2 separate regions of the Zea mays genome follow, and region 2 is linked to region 1. The links are chromatin contacts, called in public Hi-C maps. All regions are on one chromosome and are shown on one strand. The core of a region is the stretch at or near the end of the contact, and the rest is flanking DNA. Distances in the headings are between cores, read along the strand shown. Region 1 holds the start of LOC100191849 (putative AMP-dependent synthetase and ligase superfamily protein). Region 2 holds the start of LOC100274762.

What was found. A called contact is a pair of places that touch in the nucleus more often than the background predicts.
Region 2: a Hi-C map of tassel shows a contact between it and region 1, with 4 times the contacts expected there. The contact joins the promoter of LOC100274762 here to the promoter of LOC100191849 in region 1. A contact is called at or near these places in 2 of 25 Hi-C or Micro-C datasets (ear and tassel).

The regions. Positions count from the first base shown.
Region 1 is chr1:48,526,929-48,530,222 of Zm-B73-REFERENCE-NAM-5.0, reverse strand. LOC100191849 (putative AMP-dependent synthetase and ligase superfamily protein) reads left to right here and starts at 1,471. Exons shown (of 3, transcript NM_001137273.2): 1 at 1,471-1,756; 2 at 3,020-3,294. The coding sequence starts at 1,541.
Region 2 is chr1:48,713,450-48,716,563 of Zm-B73-REFERENCE-NAM-5.0, reverse strand. It overlaps LOC100274762, which reads right to left and starts at 1,529. Exons shown (of 6, transcript NM_001352623.1): 1 at 1,181-1,529; 2 at 1,047-1,098; 3 at 915-977; 4 at 792-829; 5 at 676-709; 6 at 145-564. The coding sequence starts at 1,318. The coding sequence ends at 353. It also overlaps the pseudogene LOC109943294.

The DNA of each region.
Region 1 (3,294 bases), core at 222-2,721:
GGCTCTCCTTTCCCTCACGAGGCGGATACGACGCCTCCATCTTGGCGTCCCTGGCCTCCACCTCGAGCGCACGGAAGGCAACGTTGAGCGTCGAGTGGGAGCGCTTCCTGGTCGCGGCGACGCGGCGCTCCGCCTCCTCCGGTGAGCGGCGACCCTGTCGCGGTAACGGATGCAAGCTACGACGAGAGGTGGTGGCACGTGGCGGGGTCGGATGAGGTGAATGCGGCATCGAGAGGTGGTGGCATGGTCGGCTGAGGCGAATGCGACGGCGAGCGTGAGGGAGGTAGGGAAGGAGGCGGTGTGGAAGGGAGCGGACGCAACGGCGTGAGAGGGAGCGGTCAACCCGATTTGAGAAAAACTCTTGGGTCCGTGAGGTCGTGATGGTGGCGAATTTTTTTATGCCACGCATCGTCACCGCGTGAAGTAAAATGACTTGAAACGCGGGGAGGGCTTGAATTCCTTGTGGTCTTTTAACTAAAGGTGTTGGTTGCAGGGAGATCAGAAGGCATTAAGGGAGATTAAATCTATCTTGATTTAATTTTGATCAGTAAAAAAAATTAATCACTTATAATCTTTTTCAATCCACTTCTAACCGAACATGACATTGTCCTTTACAACTCAACTATATGTTCTAAAATCTTGCTCCTAAAACATAGAAATTGGAATCTTCTTAAAAGTATTAGATTCAATAAAACAGGTATTCAAGTAATACTCCAACGGCTCCTAATATTTTTCCTAAAACCCTTTTGAACAGGTCATCGTGACTTCGTGAGCTTTTATGGAGTTTATTTGCGCTCGTTGTTTTGCGCCGCCACGAAAGTGAACACGCCGGCGAGGGCCCTGTCCCACACGTCCGCTTTCGGCTAGGAAAGAAATGGAGTACTGACATGTGCCATACATCTGTTGGCGTACAGAGTAGTATACTCTAGCTGGTAACATACAACTGTATGAGATGTGCTTATGTACAGTGTAGAACACTACCAATGTATAGTTGGAGCTGTTGGCTGTTGCCACATGACAGGCATGTCAATCACTTGATCAATTCAGAACCCTTCTTTTTGAGGAGGCAGCTGTTTAGAATCTTACTGCTAACATGCAATTCATGCATCCCTGAATACTTGAATTGCAATCGCCATCCTAAGGATTGCCCATCTGCCACCAAAAAACTGGACTCCCGCCCATAAACAAACAGCAGGAATTCTCTGAATCCAACCGGAACGGATCAGCCACGGCGTTCGCCACCACCCACGCCTCGCGCCACCCACCCACCTTCCCGCACAGACGCCCTGCACACTGCGCCGCCATTAAAAAACCCTCGCCACGGCGGATCTGCACCACCCGCTCCTCATCTCCGCCCTCCACATATAAAAAACGGCAAAGCGCCCCCACTTGTTCGGACGACTCTGCGCGCTTCCATCCCCCCCCCCCCCCCCCCCCCCCCCAACAGTCCCACACCACCTGCATATCTCCGTGCGGCCGTGCCAAGTCAAAGTCGCACCTCAGCTCTGCCGAGGTTGGCATTGGTGGTGGTGACCCGGCGATGGCGGCGGAGCGGGACATCGACGACCTGCCGCGGAACGACGCCAACTACACGGCGCTCACGCCGCTCTGGTTCCTCGAGCGCGCCGCGCTGACCCACCCGGCCAGGGCCTCCGTCGTGCACGGGCCCGTGCGCTACACCTGGGCCGACACCTACAGCCGCTGCCGCCGCCTCGCCTCCGCCCTCGCGCGCAGATCCGTCGGCCACGGAAGCACGGTGCGGCTCCCTCTCCCTTTCTCCGTGCGCATATGCATATGGTCTTCTGCCTTTGCTGTTCCGACTTACACTTACTTCCGAGATGTCAACAGAGAGAAATCTTACACTTTACAATGTAATAGTAATAGTATTTTGTTTTCAGAAATAAATGGTTATGACGCTGCAACCTGCTACCAAGCAAAAACTATGCTGATAAAACTGGGGTGTGCCAACTCTTGTTTTTTTTTTTTGTGAAAGTTGAAACACGCATGAGTTGTGTATCGATTAAGACGAAAAATGTTTAAGAGCCCTTACGAATACACACCAAGAACGCAGGTAGAAACACTGATCTAATTAGCCGTACGCGGTACGCGCCTATTACAGACGGGTACAACGCTGAAACAGATGGTTATGTTTGTATCCTCTGGTGATGGATATATGGGTGGCTGAAAGAAAGCGTTTTCTTGGTATAAACAGCATGGCATCTCGGAAAGCTTAATCAGTTTGTTATTTCAGTTACTTTTTCTTGTATGCTCAAAGACATGACTTTGATGCATCACATGCTGACTGCCATATCTGTTGGTACAGATCATCCGTTTTCATATCTTGATGCCGGTGGCAAGTGGGAGCCATCGAACTGAAATAGGATGATAAAAGTGCGCCCACTATTGTCACCACTCACCACTCACCACTAGTATGGTTTCCCTCAAATATGTCAAAGAGGCAAAGAGCACGATTATCAGTATCCCCGAGGACCAGGAAAAAAAATCCAAATTTAGCTCATTTACCATATCTGTGGCATTGTGCTACAAGGGCAGATCTTGAATCCTGTGCCATATTCACCTGGGCGTAGGTACAACTTAGAACTATGGTCACATGTTTCCAAGTTTTGATAAAAATCTCTTGTTTCAACAAAGCTTCCATGTCAGAAAATCACTGCTCACTATATTTGAGAATGGTCGCTGCTTGTTTGGGAATTTTATGGTCAAGTTTATCCAGGAATGTATTGGAAGGCCAACCCACTAATTCACTGTCATTTGCCATTTGCCAATGTAAAAGGAAACCCTGAGCAGCTGCAACCATTACTCTCTTTGCCTTATCTGCACCAGATCCGTGTGGTTAAAAATTTGAGATACAGAACAATGATAGAAAAAATAATCTTGAATACAGTATTGTTTGCTCATATGCTGTTATGGTTTCCCAGAATAAAAATCTATGTTGATTACGCACATTTGATATACTCTATAATGTTTTTACTGATTACTAGTTTTTCCTGCATCTCAGGTAGCTGTAATAGCCCCAAACATCCCCGCGATCTATGAAGCTCATTTTGGAGTGCCCATGGCTGGGGCAGTGGTCAACTGTGTCAACATTCGACTAAATGCTGCCACTGTAGCATTTCTCTTGGAGCACTCCTCAGCAGAAGTTGTCATGGTTGACCAAGAATTTTTCACCCTGGCAGAGGATTCTTTGAGGATTATCGCAGATAAAAAGAAAGGCACTTTTGAACAGCCACTTCTAATAGTTATTGGTGACGCAACTTGCGATCCAACAACCCT
Region 2 (3,114 bases), core at 280-2,779, 190 kb before region 1:
CTAAAGCCACTCTTTTGTCAGTATGTCACAGATAATTTGCCCATCATGTTAAAAGTTTATAGGGGTATGTCACAGATAATTTCCCCATCATCATGTTGAAAGTCAATAGAATGCCCCGGTGATTACGCGGCCCACCAGGAGATATGACTAAGCAGCGTGTAAATTATAGTAAAACCGTTATACGGCTAACAGTAAAGTAGGGCATAAGTTGTAATGACAATGCAAGTGAATGCATGAATGCAACGCTCCCAAGTTATCGTACTGAAGCGTAAGAGCGACGGTACCCGAACGATTGGGTGACAGAACTATCAGCCAATCCTCGGAAATCGAGCGGCACGGCACGGCCGGCGGCTCAGAATATGCCGGAGAGCACGTTGGCGGCCGTGGAGAGCGCGGCGCCGGTGATGGCGCACTGCACGACCTGCTCGTGCGACGCGTGCTCCGACGTGAGCGCGACCGCGGCGCCCGTGATGGCGCCAGCCACGGCGCTGTTCCTCCAGTCGTGCGTCCCGCGCACCCCCGCGAGGCCGTAGGTGAGGCCGGAGTGCACCCCAGCCGCGAGCCCTGCACGATGCATGACGCCCAGATCAGAGTCAGATCAAGCGGCGGCCAGCTGCCAGCGGGTAGTAAAAATGCTCATTGGTTCGAGTACTCATGCTGTATGGAAAGTGTTACCCCACTGTAACGACTCTTTGCTCACGCTTTTCACCTGTGACGGGAATGAAAGAAACAAAAATCACAAACAACAATTACAAGATCTGGTGGGCTGATTTTGTAGCCAGGTGGCGTACCATGGCCTCTGCCGACTTGATGCTGCTACTGTTCGTCCCTGCCAACACGAGATCAAATTAAAGCTCGCTTATTTAGACGAGGTTACAAAGTAACAATCGGCTGGAACAATCAGAGACGTTTACCATTGAGCTCCGGGAACGAGCGTTTCCTTGCGCCGGTCGCGCCGGACACAGATCCTCCCTCGCCTGCAGTTGGTCACAGCAAGTCAAAAAAAAAAAAAAACAGAGCCAAGTAGCGCAACAGCTTGCTGTTACCTTCAGTCGCCATGAAGTACGATTCCCTGGCGACCGCCTGCACTGCGCCGATCTGCGGAGACACACGGGATCAGGAGGCAGTAGTGGAAGGAACCGGCCGACCTGAGTTGTTCGGGAGCGGCGTGCTGCCTTACCCCCGCGGCCTTGGCGAAGCTCTCGGCGACGCGGTTCAGGAGCGGGTGACCGAGGTCCAGCATCCAGTTCTTCGTCTCTAAACTACCGCGCACCTCGTCCGCGAGCGCCCGCGCCTGCGTGTCCACGCCGCTGTTCATCTCCCCCCCAGCTCTGCTCTTCGCCCTCCACTCTTGTCTCTTGAAGATAGCCGAAGCCGTGAAGTTTGGTGGGTGGTGACTAAGCGGCGGCGCCAGTCCGTAACTCCGTATACAACAGATCGGCGTTCTACTGGGTCCTTGGCCTCCTGGGGAAGAACTGGAGAGGACACGTACGCATGCTTTGCCAGCACGTGTCCGTGCGGAGTGCGGTATTTACTCGTGGCACTCTTCTGGACCGTGCGCGGCGACTTCATGGTTCTTTGACACCTGCTGAGACCCGTGTAGAGATGTCAATGGGGACCTGATACCCGATAACCCGTGGGGAATTCCCCTATTAGGGTACGGGTATGGGACAAAAATTGTCCCATAGGTATGGATATGGGACAAAATCTCTACCCATTGGGTAAACGGGTATGGGTTTGGGAAACAATAATCCGAACCCGATTACTCATAGGTATTTCATACGTGTACACCTGTCCTGTTTGTATGAATGAGTTGAGGCCGAGTCGGCCATCAAACCCGGCAGACTCCATTTCTTATATTGGTCCCAAGTACTGATTTCTTTTCTGATGGATGGATGAATGGATAATGGTTCATGGATGAGTGCTTGCCTATGTGGTGATGTATGAAATCTGGATAGTTTGTGCTAGATGTTAGTACCTAGTTATTCCTTAATTGGGGATGGGGACCCATTGGGGACCCGAAACCCGAATGGGGATGGGTATGGGATGAGTTTTGTACCCATGATGGGTATGGGTATGGGTATGGGGATGTATCAAACATGATGGGGATGAGTCTGGGATGCTATAACCCGATGGGGAATTACCCATTGACATCTCTAGACCCGTGCATACTAGTGTACTCCCTGTGCAATGGCTGCTGTGCTGTCCAGCGCAGCGGTGCTATAAGTCTACAAGTCCAGCAGCCGGATGAGCGTAATATTCACTTATTTTGAGGACTCGACAAATTTTGAATCTAACGAAATTTATAGAATAAGTGTTGTACTAAGAGCCTGTTTGGTTTGATGCCTAACTTGCCATACTTTGTCTAACTTTTTTATATAAGGTTAGTTTTTTAATTCGAACGACTAACTTTAAGCAAAGTATGACATATTTAGCCACGAACCAAACAACCCCTAAATTTTACTATTACTAGGAATGTGCCCGTGCGATGCCACGGAACACAAATTACGACCCTCTAATGGACTTAGGGCACTGGCGACGAGCGACGTGAGTACAATAGTGACGGTAAAATCTGTGATTAAACATAGATACAGAACGGTATAAATATGTCTACCCAAATAGATTGAAATGGAATCGCACAAATAATTTCTAAAGAGTAAATATATAATGCTTAATCATAAGCTGGACTTGACGTTGTTGGGTATCCACTCCACAAAGTAGGACGAGTTCTTGTTCTGGACATTAATCATTTGCTCATCAACCTCCTTAGTGCTCATCTTGCCACGGAACATGGCAGAGGCTGTGAGACAGCGACCCACACATCATGGCAGAGGCTGACCCACGGAACATGGCAGATGCTGTGGAACATGGCAGAGGCGTGGGTTAGCAACACACATCATGTTCTTGGCATCCCACATCTGCTGGGTTAGCTCAGAGACGGTGAGCGCATGCTACTGCTGCGAGCCACGCGAGGTGAGTGGCGCAAAGCCGATCATGAAGAAGTAGAGCCGAGGGAACGAGATCAGGTTGACTGCAAGCTTGTGCATGTCATAGTTCAGCTGTCCTAGGAAGCAGAGGCAGCAAGTGACACCGCTCATCGTTGCACTGATCAAG